2 separate regions of the Mus musculus genome follow, and region 2 is linked to region 1. A link is a contact called in public promoter capture Hi-C data. All regions are on one chromosome and are shown on one strand. The core of a region is the stretch at or near the end of the contact, and the rest is flanking DNA. Distances in the headings are between cores, read along the strand shown. Region 1 holds the start of H4c12 (H4 clustered histone 12). Region 2 holds the start of H4c18 (H4 clustered histone 18).

The links. Capture Hi-C pulls out chosen DNA fragments and counts their contacts.
Region 2: a contact with region 1 is called in a promoter capture Hi-C map of liver. The contact joins the promoter of H4c18 here to the promoter of H4c12 in region 1. A contact is called at or near these places in 2 of 39 promoter capture datasets (embryonic stem cells and macrophages), 5 of 115 datasets of contacts at active chromatin or transcription factors (the SCID.adh cell line, embryonic stem cells, epiblast stem cells and 1 more) and 3 of 9 other capture datasets (adipose tissue, liver and pancreatic islet).

The regions. Positions count from the first base shown.
Region 1 is chr13:21,747,773-21,754,588 of GRCm38.p6, forward strand. H4c12 (H4 clustered histone 12) reads right to left here and starts at 2,781. Exons shown (of 1, transcript NM_178211.2): 1 at 2,373-2,781. The coding sequence starts at 2,733. The coding sequence ends at 2,422. It overlaps H2ac15 (H2A clustered histone 15), which reads right to left and starts at 6,140. Exons shown (of 1, transcript NM_178183.2): 1 at 5,605-6,140. The coding sequence starts at 6,055. The coding sequence ends at 5,663. H2bc15 (H2B clustered histone 15) reads left to right here and starts at 6,304. Exons shown (of 1, transcript NM_178201.3): 1 at 6,304-6,781. The coding sequence starts at 6,351. The coding sequence ends at 6,731.
Region 2 is chr13:21,828,955-21,835,777 of GRCm38.p6, forward strand. H4c18 (H4 clustered histone 18) reads right to left here and starts at 3,243. Exons shown (of 1, transcript NM_175657.3): 1 at 2,838-3,243. The coding sequence starts at 3,204. The coding sequence ends at 2,893. H2ac24 (H2A clustered histone 24) reads right to left here and starts at 4,521. Exons shown (of 1, transcript NM_178185.2): 1 at 4,070-4,521. The coding sequence starts at 4,521. The coding sequence ends at 4,129. H4bc24 (H2B clustered histone 24) reads left to right here and starts at 4,789. Exons shown (of 2, transcript NM_001110555.1): 1 at 4,789-5,193. The coding sequence starts at 4,817.

The DNA.
Region 1 (6,816 bases), core at 1,531-4,030:
AACACAGCAACAATTATTTTGGACTGAATGTGCCAAATCCACTGTGCTCTTCTATCCACAGATGTGTTGTTATCTGGCACACTCTGTTGCTTTTGCAAACTATCTTCTGAAACTTTACAAAAATATTCGATTACACATCTAACAATATTAGCACAAATACTTAAGTATAATAGCTTTGTAGAAAATGGGATTCATATTTTCATCCCTGTTCATAAAACAACACAAAAGAGTGAGCAGATTTTCTACAAAATATTCTATTAAGTTCCATTTCACAAGTATAAAGTTATTTTAAAATTTTTTATTTTTTTATATTTTAAAAAAAGTATGTTCTTTTATGTTCTTTAACTTTAACTTTTGATAACTTTATCATTGAAATACAGCAGAAGTAAACATTAGATTTTTTATACCATATCATTAAGCATCTTTTCCAGAGGTGAACCATACTTAGAGAAATTCATGGTCTTGTTATCCTTGCATTATAAATGTAACTTTCTGGTATATTTGAAATTACAGACATGATAGGTAAAACAAGATCCTAAAGTGTGTTTGATATAGATATGGAGCAAACTGTGCTGTTGTGTTAATGCACATAAAGGGATAAAGATCCAAGAGACTGATGGTATATGTGATGTACTATTTAAACATAAAATACCTGAATGCTAAAATTCATGATATCCTAAATATATTTCGTATATGAAATGCCTAAGTCCAGCCATTTAATGGTGCTATTCATTCTAGAACTAGGCGCATTTAGTTGCAAAACTACCAATAAAACGTCAGAGTATTCAAGGAGTTTAGGTTGAGCCACGACAGTCCAGGCCAATTTTTCTGCTTACTGGAGTCATTGGTCCAGCTACTTTCCACTTTGTCCAAACTGGGACACTTGTCTTCATAACCAATGAAGAAGCCTGATGCAGCAGTAAGAAAAATAAGCCAGAGATGTTATATGTTGTAATTCTGGCACTCCAAAGATTAAATCAGAAAACTAAGTCAGGAATTCAAGGCCAGCTGGGGGTATCTCAAAAAGATAAAGAAAACAAAAACAAAAAACAAAACAAAAAATTAATAAATAAAATCTTGCTCCACTTCTTTTTCTTTGCAGTAGGATTTGCATTTAAATTGATTCAAATTTTGTATTATTTATTTAAGAAAAAGAGTGATGTGGACATCGATGATGTAGAAGTCAGATGAGGGAATCAGATATTCTTTAGTTGGAGTTAGTGAGTTATGAGTTGCTCATAGTGGGTACCAGGAAGTGAACTCTTATCCTAAAGAATATCAATTGCTCTTAACCTTTGAGCCACTACTCCAGCCATAATAAATTTAATAAACTATATTTGCATATAAATTTTATCCAAGTTGCTGTACACCATTGAAGTGCTTGCTTTGTGGTGCATTTGGGTGGTTATATATTGTTATGGAGAATAAGATATCCCTCAGTGGTTGAGCTGTTTTGTTGGTGCTTAATTGTGCTTTCATTTTCATGTAAAAGAGAAAGGATACTGGTTGCAGTGTCCTGTTAGGACACTGTGTTGTATTTATTAGCCTTAGGCTACTAAACATTCAGAAGCTAAATAAGAAAACTTAAGCTACAAATATAAAATTAGAAGTCATTAAGGAACAGATACTATTTAATGACCCAGTGGATGGGATCTCCAAAGGAGTGTGGAAAGAAATAGTTTGTGACTTAAAAGTTCTACAGGCAAATGATGTGTTAGAACTCACCAAATGCGGACAATGAAAAGACATTGTCAAACATTGGGGTTTCAATGTTGCCTGAAAGACCAGCAACCCACAGGAAGTTCTAATAAGTCATAGTTTGGGCAAAACCACTCAGCGACTCTGAAATCAGAGTTGCTGGGAGGGAAAAACAATCAGCTCTGAAGCATGATCTGGGAGCAATACTGGCTACTTCTGAGGCAGAGGCAGAAAGATCACAGGTTTGAGGCCAGCAATGGCAAACAGAAGGTTATGGGATGCTGGTAATGTTGTATCTACAGAATGAATTCAATCTCCAGCACTACTCCTAAAACTCAAAAGCCCCCCCCCCCCCTCTATGGCATATCTGTACTAGAGAGCTAGAGAACCAGCTGGTGTGTGTGTGTGTGTGTGTGTGTGTGATGTAATACTGTCAATTATACCGATAAGTGAGATCACAGAAAAGATCATGTCTTAAGCACAAAGCCAGGAAAATGGCATTTACTAATTGACGTGTTAAAACTCTCTGATACACCAATTAGTTCACTTTACACAAAAATGTGAAAGCTGACCATTACAAAGTAGGTCACCCATGTCAGAGACATTACTTGTATTCTTGGTCATGAGGACTTTCTAACCCTTCTGACATGAGTACAGCGCTTCAAAGAATTAAGTGGGTGGCCCTGAAAAGGGCCTTTTGTAGCAGAAATAAAAGACAAAGACTTAGCCTCCGAATCCGTAGAGGGTGCGGCCCTGGCGCTTGAGCGCGTAGACCACGTCCATGGCGGTGACGGTCTTGCGCTTGGCGTGCTCCGTGTAGGTGACGGCGTCGCGGATCACGTTCTCCAGGAACACCTTCAGCACACCGCGGGTCTCCTCGTAGATGAGGCCGGAGATGCGCTTCACTCCCCCGCGCCGGGCCAGGCGGCGGATGGCGGGCTTGGTGATGCCCTGGATGTTATCGCGCAGCACTTTGCGGTGGCGCTTGGCGCCACCTTTACCGAGCCCTTTCCCGCCCTTACCTCTGCCAGACATGACTGCACTCAGGACAGCTCAGAACAGAGATGCTGACAGGGAGCCTGAGCGCCGCCTTTTTATACTGCGGCGGGCGGACCGAAATGAGAACCTGCAGGGAAGAGGCGGGAAGTTGCGCCCGCAGCTGTGGGGGAGGGGAAGACTTACCAAAAAGAAAAAGGGCGCCTTTTGTTTCCCTGTCCGAGCTTTCTGAGGGAACTAGCTCCTCACGCCCTTTTAAGAGTTTGGAGAATCGAGCGCACAATCAGTACACTGACTGTACAAAATACAGAAAGCCAAGCGGCCCCTTAACAACCCGTAACCCCGTCCAGAGAGGACACTGCAGGCGGCTGCTAAGGCGCTTTGGTGCTCAGTACACACTTTCCAACGTGCAAACCGTGCTCTGAATTACCTTGTGTTCCTTCTCTATTGTAACCACATTTCAAATGTTTTTTGTTTTTGGTTTTTTGGGTTTTTTTAGTTCAAACTTACAAAAAGCCTCATAATACCTGTATTATTCTCTTGAGAACTTTTCATAAAAGCACCAATCGGTATTACTCATCTGCATCGCTTGGTGAATCATTTTAAGTTTAAAGTCATTTTTCACCGTTAAGTGAATTTTTCATCACTATACTTACGGTCACTTCTGATATTTCTATTGTGACCATATTAAATTTAAGCTTATCTATATTGACATTTCATCGCTCTTATTGCCAACCTCATTTCTCAAAGATTTTTTTTATTTAATTGACTTTCACTAATATTTTCAAGAAAATATCCAAGTGGGTTTGTGAAGTCTGAACAAAATATTTGAAGACAGGGGTTCATCTGTGACTACTATGCTCTGTACTAATACTCTCTGTACAGTACAAGTATAATGAAAAACACTTTTTTTTAATCTCCTGAAACTTTTCCCCCACATCTACTAAATTAGGATCTGTCAAGAAAATTGATGGAAAAACTATATTTACAAAAACTGGTTGATTGACAGGAACTACATATATGAGAGGTATGAAAACAGTGAAATTGGAGTGTCACAGGTTCTAATGCTGGTTGTCTTCTTGGTCACACTTTATGCTCTGAATGTGGTCCTCTATGTCTAACAGTTTGTGACTAATAGATAAAAACCTCATTTGTAACCTCAACATAGCAGATCAGTAGTTTCCACCAATCCAAAAGGCAAGAAAGTCATCAGATAGTATCTGGGATCTGTAGAAAAGTTTCTCCCACATTGCTGCACATCTCTCCAATATGTTTAAACCTATCTTTACTTTGTTTTATAACTTCATAAGACTCCTTCCATGTTGGAACATGAAATTTGGAGAAACCTCTAGTATACACTGTTTCTTATTCCCTTTCAGGTGAGAGGTGAGTGGATTTTTTGGTTTTGTTTTTCTATCTGTCTCTGTGTGTGTGTGTGTGTGTGTGTGTGTGTGTGTGTGTGTGTGTGTGTGTGTGTGTTTCAACTATGCAGGGATGATGACGCAAGTCAAAGTCAGAAAGGTGGGAAAGGATAAACCATGAAGAGTATTAGGGCTGTACCAGAGAGCTGTGAAGAGGCACAGTTAAGAGCCTGTCATCTCCGCTCAGTAGAGAAAACAAGGACTACACTGAAGACTGGCTTCAGTGCCTGTGAATCCTGAAAGAAAGCCAATGGCTATTTTAGGAACCCAGATAAAATGATGAGTTTGGCTTGAACCCGTATGCTGGGACTTTTCTCCAGGTGTTCTGGAGGTGCTCCCATGTCTCTGCTTTCTATGAGGAAGTCTCATGAGAAAAAGACAATTAACAATAAAAAGTGACAAAGGAAGGGTTTCTTATTCCTCTGTTTCAAATTTGTCATTTGAATACTGTGGAACTTGAAGATTTGACTATAGGACACCAAGCAGGCTGGGAGGTCCAACAGGATGTATAAGGTTTTTGATTGTTGGTGGATCCTGGCTTCCATCAAGCTCCACATGTCCAAGAATGATGTGTGTTTGGTTCAGTCCGTGTGTGTAAGTGGAGTTTGGCACAGGATATAACAGGCAGTGGGTACTCGACCTGTGAGATGACAGGGAGACTGAGACCTGCAATTCTAGCTTCTCTCTGCCGCAACCCTAAACCTGATGTTAGCTAGGAATTAAACTAGAGAACTCTTACAGGATCAGCAATCATCCTTGACCACTTGGCCACTCCTCCAGCCCCCTAAATGACTTTTTCATGGTAACTGCTGTCCATATATACTCCAAATTGTTTTCAGATAACATAACTCTAGTAATAGATTTACTACATCAATCTTCAACCTTCCTTTCTAGAGTTCCTTTTCTGCTAATTTCTTCTACTGACTCAGAATAAATAGAAATATACTGAATTGTATATCTTCGGCATTTCTTCGGCAAGTCTGTTGGCAGCAGAGGGTTTTTTTGTTTGTTTGTTTTTAACATTTTCTTTAACCTCAGCCTCCTTAAAAGTTTGTGCAACCACGGTAACCTTTATCTTGCATGTAAGTTATAAGGTGTTTACAAAAAAAAAAAATCTTCTGCAATGTAACAGAAAAGGTTGAAAGGGGGTATAAAGCTGAACAGATTCCCAAATTTTATAAAAACGACAGACGTCATCCTGTAAATGCTGAGGGAACTAAGTAGTCCCTAAGCTGTAACTTGCTCTTCCTCCTAGAATGCACTACAGGAAGATACAAGCAAACTTCGTGGCCTGAAACATTAAAACGTAGTAATAGCTACTAGTATTTATAGGTCAGTAAATTAAATTTCACACTGGCTTGTATAAATAGGTTGGATGCAACAATTCTAAAGGCATTAATAAAACTAGGGTTAGGTTCACATTATCTCAGTGTTGCACTCATTAGCCCAATAATGATCCAAAGTAGCACAACTCCTCCAAGTGTTTTTGTAGGTGGCTCTGAAAAGAGCCTTTGGTGGTTGGAAAGGGTTGCTTTCTATCAAGGGCCTCACTTCCCCTTGGCCTTGTGGTGGGTCTCGGTCTTCTTGGGCAGCAGCACGGCCTGGATGTTGGGCAGGACGCCGCCCTGCGCGATGGTCACGCGGCCCAGCAGCTTGTTGAGCTCCTCGTCGTTGCGGATGGCCAGCTGCAGGTGGCGCGGGATAATGCGCGTCTTCTTGTTGTCGCGGGCCGCGTTGCCCGCCAGCTCCAGGATCTCGGCCGTCAGGTACTCTAGCACGGCTGCCAGGTACACCGGGGCGCCGGCGCCCACGCGCTCCGAGTAGTTGCCTTTGCGGAGCAGCCGGTGCACGCGGCCCACGGGGAACTGCAGGCCGGCCCGGGAGGAGCGGGTCTTGGCCTTGGCGCGAGCCTTGCCACCCTGCTTGCCTCTTCCTGACATGGTAGAACCTAGAATATAAGCCTGCTCAGTAAGTGGTTTGAAGGCAAAGCTGACAGTATTTATAGTCAATGCAGGGCATGAAAAAGTAGGAATTTCATTGGTTACATAGAAGCATTGCACCTAGACCAATAACAGAGTTGCATTGAAAAGCCCTTGCTATGATTGGGTATTTGGTGGATGACGACTGCTAATTCGCGATAGCTATAGCCACAAGTTTGTTTAAAAGGCAGCCTGTGCAGACACACTTTACATTTCTTTTCTTTCTGTATCTTTAGGCTTTTGGTCAGTTCCTACCATGCCTGAACCCGCTAAGTCCGCTCCCGCCCCGAAGAAGGGGTCCAAGAAGGCCGTCACCAAGGCCCAGAAGAAGGACGGCAAGAAGCGCAAGCGCAGCCGCAAGGAGAGCTACTCGGTGTACGTGTACAAGGTGCTGAAGCAAGTGCACCCCGACACCGGCATCTCCTCCAAGGCCATGGGCATCATGAACTCGTTCGTGAACGACATCTTCGAGCGCATCGCGAGCGAGGCGTCCCGCCTGGCGCATTACAACAAGCGCTCGACCATCACATCCCGGGAGATCCAGACGGCCGTGCGCCTGCTGCTGCCCGGGGAGCTGGCCAAGCACGCCGTGTCGGAGGGCACCAAGGCTGTCACCAAGTACACCAGCTCCAAGTGAGTTCCTTTAACTCACACTCCTAACCCAAAGGCTCTTTTCAGAGCCACCCACACTTTCAACTAAAAAAGGCTGTTGCCCTGTATTC
Region 2 (6,823 bases), core at 1,993-4,492, 82 kb after region 1:
TGTTGGGGAGAAGCGGGCAGTGGATGTTCTGACTAGACTTACAGAAGGTTGTGAGCTGTGGTGTGGGTCACTGACTACTGAACTTGGGATTCTCCAGAGGAACAAAAAATGTTCTTAAACCACTGAGCTGTATTTCCAGCCCCTATATTATACATTTTCTAGAAAATTATTATTCTTTCTTTCTCTTATTTCTTTCTCTTCCTTTTGTAACAGGGCTTCATACCTTAGTAGGCCCAGAGAACCTAATGTAACGGATTCCATGGTGGAAGTGCCATTCAGGCTGTAAAACTGAGCACATAGACAATATCACCTGCTGAAGCTAAAACACAGGCCTAATTCATCAAAGTCCATAGTTCTGGGAAAGTCTCTAGATGTAGTAACCTTGCCTTTTGGCTTCTATAGTTCTGATTCTGCCTAACTGTTTTTGTTAACAGAAGTATAACAACTCAGGACATGTTTTTGGTGTTTAAAGCTCACTTGAGAAAGTGTTGGCACTGCATTGTTATACCAAACACCCAGTGTGGTAGCCAGCTGCCTAATAAAGATTTTCTACTGGCTAAACCCATGTCTGATTAGTCTTCTCTGGTGAAACCCCAAATGAGTTTCTTACTATGAGGCCTTGGCTGGCCCTGATCGTACTATATTTTAATATCAGGGTAGCCTCAAACTCAGAAGTTTGCCTGCCTTTGCCTCCCAGGGGCCGGGATTAGGGTATATAACCATCCCTCCCAGCCAAAGTCATTGCTCTAAAGTCCCTGACATATTGGACAAAGTTTCACAGGGTGTTTTTCTAAAGTTTGAGAGGACAGGCTGAAAGTGAAAGCAACTGAAAGTGTGTTGGATGAGAAGGCCTGGCTACTAAGGTGAGCTCAGGTGTGGAAGAACCTGCTCCTTCCTAAAGAAATAAAGTGATTTGGGCTGAAGCCGTCTCTCTTATGACCTACAAAACCTAAGACTATTTCAAAGACTGAGTTTGATGAATTTCTCTCAGAGTCTTACTTTGATGCCTCGGGAAAACTCAGTGTCGGGTCAGTGTTTTGTGGTACGGACCCTTTGATAAGTCCATGGACATGAAGAATCCTTTCTTGACAACAGCAGGATCTGTCTTGTTAATTTACTGAATAAAGTGTATTATCGTAGTGAAGTAGAGTCGTGTTCTCCAGTTAGGTAATACAGGACGAGCAGCGCAGACAGACATCGACTGACTTCCCAGGGTTTCTGGTTGTCCCCCAAATGTATTGCAACCAAGGCAATGAACAACAATAACAAAGCCCAAACCACGAGAGCAAATTTAATCTGCTTGCATTTTTTATATTGCTCTTTACTATGAGTATGTATGTGTCACCAGGCTCAAGTGGCAGTGTCTGCCTACCTAGCATACATGAAGGTCTGAGTTGGATATTCAGAGCTGCATAGGCCATGTACGCTGGGTACGCCGGCTCACGGTGGTAATCCTAGCACTCTGAAGGAAGAAGCAGGAGGGTCAAGATTCTAAGGTTGTGGCCTGTAGTAGTTAAGAACTTGCATTGTTCTCTGCGATGACCCAAGTTAAATCCCCAGCACCTTTGGAGAGGAAGGGGGTCTCACAACTGCCTGTATCTCTAATTCCAGGAGCTCCAGTGGCTCTAGTAACCATGGGCTTAACCACATAAAAATAAAAATGCTTAAAACTTCAAGGTGGGTCCGGGCGGTGGTGGCGCTCGCCTTTAATCCCAGCACTTGGGAAGCAGAGACAGGCAGATTTCTGATTACGAGGCCAGCCTGGTCTACAAAGTGAGTTCCAGGACAGCCAGGACTACACAGAGAAACCCTGTCTCAAAAAACCAAAAAAACTTCAAGGTGAGCATTGGCTACTTATAGATTCCAGGCTAGCTTGACATGGTTTTAATAAGTGAAGGAATGAGTACTTTGTTATCCACTGTAAAAATGGGTCAGGTAGCCTTCTGTCATAGCCTTCTGTCACTTAAGCTCTAAGGGATCTGTCACCCCGTTCTTGTCTCTATGGACACCTGCCTACAGAAACACAGACCAAAAAAAAAAAAAAAAAAATTGTTTTGAGACAGGGTCTCTTTGCTCGACTGTCCTGATACTCGCTTCATAGACCTCAAACTCGGAGATCTTCCTGCTCTGCCTCCCAAATGCTGGGTTTACCACCATGCCCAGCAAGTAGTAAATAAAAACAAACTTTAAATTTTCCTTTGCTACATCGATTTAATGATGTTTCACTACATCAGAATGTAAGAAACAGGAATCTCTGGGTTCTTTTCTTTATTTTGGCTTAAGACTGGCCTTACCCGGCAGAGGCAGAGGCGCAGAGAGGCACAGAGGCAGAGAGAGAGGCAGAGGCAGAGGCAGGCGGACTTCTGAGTTTGAAGTCAGCCTGATCTACAAAGTGAGTTCCAGGACAGCCAGGACTACACAGAGAAACCCTGTCTCGAAAAACCAAAAAAAAAAAAAAAAAACCCCACAGACTGTGCCTTCCTGCTTCATAGCTCTGGCTGTATTTACCATCACAGCCACATAAGCTAGAGAGCAAGGTACATCGAGGCCACAGAAAGTTAAGTCTTTTGGAACGTGGTAGTCCTGAAGCAAACCTCTACGTAGGAGGCAGGGGTGGGACGGGGCATGGGAGTTCCTACTGCTCAGCGCCTGAGCTCTGCCTCCTCTCAAAGGAGCCGTCCAAATTCCAGGACACACGTGACACGACGGAGGGCTCACCCTGAAAAAGACTGCCCTCGTCGCCTTCCCCCCCCGTCCCCCGAGAAGTAGCTGGAAAGAGCCTCATTAGGAAAACTTGCCCGCCCGTACTGCAATGTTGCAACCCTTTGGAGGATTAATTGGATGGCCCTGAAAAGGGCCTTTAGTTGAGAAAGAAGCTCTAGGTGAGCATAATTAGCCGCCGAATCCGTAGAGGGTGCGGCCCTGGCGCTTGAGCGCGTAGACCACGTCCATGGCGGTGACAGTCTTGCGCTTGGCGTGCTCCGTGTAGGTGACGGCGTCGCGGATCACGTTCTCCAGGAACACCTTCAGCACACCGCGGGTCTCCTCGTAGATGAGGCCGGAGATGCGCTTCACTCCTCCGCGCCGGGCCAGGCGGCGGATGGCGGGCTTCGTGATGCCCTGGATGTTATCGCGCAGCACTTTGCGGTGGCGCTTGGCGCCGCCTTTGCCCAGGCCTTTTCCTCCTTTGCCACGACCAGACATGATGAAGACAAAACTGTACTGCTCTAAGACGAAGCAGACGGCCTTCTGGAGAAGGCCGGCCCCTCTTATAGGGAACTTGCGGACCGGAGTGAAAACAGGAGCTCAGTGTAAGTGGGTGTGGCCGGGGGAAGGGCTTAGAGCAAATTTAACACAATAGGTTTTTATATGGAAAGGAAGCTAATTTCATCAACTCCCTGCACTACAGGTTTTCGTTAGCAGTTTTTTTCTTTTTTTTTTTTTAAACTTACGTGCATCAAACAACGCAAGATGCAGGTGCGCACTCATACGTGCACGCCTTTACCTTGTTCATTAAATGTGATCACTACGTCCTTATGGAACAAAAGTTATAGTATACAAAGGAAAAACATGTCGCTTTTACAGTAACACTATGTAGGAGTAAGTACACCAACTCTAAAGACGAGGTTCTAGGTCTGAATAATGTATGCCCCCTCGCTCCCAACCACATGGCAAATGGCGGTGATGGCACATGCCTTTAAACTCTACACTAGGGAGGCAGGGGCAGGGGCAGGGGCAGGCTAATAGGAGTTGAAGGCTGGACTGGCCTGGAGTTCTAGGACATCTAGGGAGACTCAATCCCCATCTGGAAACACGAAAGGAAAACAAGACACGGAGCTACTTTTCATGCTTACAAAGATCCCTAAGCATGAAAAGTGGCCAGTTTTCAGTACTTAACACCGTAGTTCAAAGGGAAATTAGTTCATTTATATTGGGTTCATGTATGCCAGTCTCTCTTGGGCAGAAACCACAACGTTTGTCTTCAATTCTGGTTCTAAAACCCTCACCTCTAAACCGCATACAAAATGACATCGATTTACGTAAGTATTCAGTTCTTTAAAAGACACTGTGGATGGCTCTGAAAAGAGCCTTTTTTTTTTTTCTTTTCGGGTGAGTGAACGGCTGGTCTTATTTTCCCTTGGCCTTGTGGTGGCTCTCGGTCTTCTTGGGCAGCAGCACGGCCTGGATGTTGGGCAGGACGCCGCCCTGCGCGATGGTCACGCGGCCCAGCAGCTTGTTGAGCTCCTCGTCGTTGCGGATGGCCAGCTGCAGGTGGCGCGGGATGATGCGCGTCTTCTTGTTGTCGCGGGCCGCGTTGCCCGCCAGCTCCAGGATCTCGGCCGTCAGGTACTCCAGCACGGCCGCCAGGTAGACCGGGGCGCCGGCGCCCACGCGCTCCGAGTAGTTGCCCTTGCGGAGCAGCCGGTGCACGCGGCCCACGGGGAACTGCAGGCCGGCCCGGGAGGAGCGGGTCTTGGCCTTGGCGCGAGCCTTGCCACCCTGCTTGCCGCGTCCAGACATGGTAGAAAGTAGACAGCTTCTGAAAACCGTACGCTTGCAAAGAGCAAGAGCTTGGCCCTTATAGTTTTCTCTGGGCGCAAAAAAGGGCCTATGCGATTGGCTGACTTCTTCTTTTCTTCTAGACGAATGGGAAGCATTCGCGGGCGCACGTCAATTGGACAAGACTTCGGATGTCGCCATGTATATCATGAACCAATCATAGGCGCCCGATCCCATGCCTCATTTGAATAAGACCTCATCAAATAGACAGGACCAAGTCGCTTCCGTGCTAGAGTTCCAGAGTTCCAGTCTCATCATGCCTGAGCCTGCGAAGTCCGCTCCCGCCCCGAAGAAGGGCTCCAAGAAGGCCGTCACCAAGGCCCAGAAGAAGGACGGCAAGAAGCGCAAGCGCAGCCGCAAGGAGAGCTACTCGGTGTACGTGTACAAGGTGCTGAAGCAAGTGCACCCCGACACCGGCATCTCCTCCAAGGCCATGGGCATCATGAACTCGTTCGTGAACGACATCTTCGAGCGCATCGCGAGCGAGGCGTCCCGCCTGGCGCATTACAACAAGCGCTCGACCATCACGTCCCGGGAGATCCAGACGGCCGTGCGCCTGCTGCTGCCCGGGGAGCTGGCCAAGCACGCGGTGTCGGAGGGCACCAAGGCCGTCACCAAGTACACCAGCTCCAAGTGAGTTCCTTTAACTCACACTCCTAACCCAAAGGCTCTTTTCAGAGCCACCTACACTTTCAGCGTAAAAAGCTGTTACACATGCAGGTTCCTTTCACTTTGGGGTAGTGGACGTGGGAGATGTGTTTCTTGTGTGGGTGCGGGTGCCCTGTCCCGGTTCGCAGGCACCTTAGAAGCAGCTCCTAGTGTTTTGCCGAGAGCCTCTTCCGCCTTGTTTACCTGTCCAAAGAGGCGAAGGAGAACAAAGAATGGGGAGGAAGTATGTGGTAAGTTCCTGGTCTTCAGGTTTAGCTGGTAGACGTAATTAAAAACCAATTAGCAAGCCTCATCTAAACAAAAGGGTAAGTCAAAGAAGGCGATTGTGGTCATTCTCCTTATCGGGCATGCCCAGCGAAAGGCATCGGAACTGTCCTGAAGGATCAATACTTTTGTCTGACTTCTTGAGCATACAGGGATATCCTGTCCGTGTATTCCTGCCCTATTTGCTCTAGGCTCGACCAGGGAATGAACGAGTTGGCCCGTTGGATGTCTATTCCTAGGGTAAGAACATGCTCAGGGATGTCAGTGTTTTAGGCAAGAAAAGATCCATCAAGATGCTTTTTCCGATTGCTACCTAGCAAGTTGCATCTGTGAAAACTGAAGAGATTCCGTTTGCAACTTAGGTTGGCTTAGGAATGGAAAGACTAACCTTAGGCCCCAGCTTTAGTATCGACTGGATATGCATCTGTAGAACGAATGTGCTGCACATCACACACCAAGTGACATCACAGGTTTCATTTCAAAAGGACCAATAACTTATCATCTCACTTTTCCAACTCATGATTCCTCACGATACTAAAGCAAGAGATTTAATTTTTTTCTCACCAAAGCCGCCTGTGTTTTCCTAAACTTAACATTGCTTTCAATATCTATTATTTCCCTAGTAAGCTTAGGATAAGAATGCAAAGTCATACCCTGTAAATTGGCAAAACTTTGAAGGAAAATTGAGTAATATCCGTTTGTGGTTAAATATGGAAATATCTTTTACAGCCTGAATTTCTACAGGTGGAAATTTACTGGTTCTGCAAAATGTGTAAAATGTGCACCCAGTGCTGTTAGCCTTCCTTCCAGGCTCCGCCCCACACTTAGTTACCTGTTTTGGTTCTTTCCCCAGCATAGTTTGTGATTCAAAAGACCAGAAGTAATCTGTTGGATAGCAAATTACAATAATACAGCCTTGTGTTTGGTGGAAAAACACACACCAAGGTAACTTTTCACAATAGTTATTTATTCTTTTTTTTTAATATTTGTCACCTGAACCTTTTTTTTTAATTTTTTATTTCTTATGTTTTATTTTTATTTGTTTATTTATTTATGTATTTATTTTTGTTCGTTTTTTGTTTGGTTGGTTGGTTTTGGTTTTGGTTTTTTTTTTTTTTTTTTTTTTTTTTTTTTTTTTTTTTTTCGAGACAGGGTTTCTCTGTATAGCCCTTTTTGTCCTGGAACTCACTCTGTAGACCAGGCTGGCCTCGAACTCAGAAATCCGCCTGCCTCTGCCTCCCAAGTGCTGGGATTAAAGGCGTGCACCACCACCGCTCAGCTAGTTATTCATTCTTATGCTATATGATGCTTTTTAAAGTCCTTTATAGTA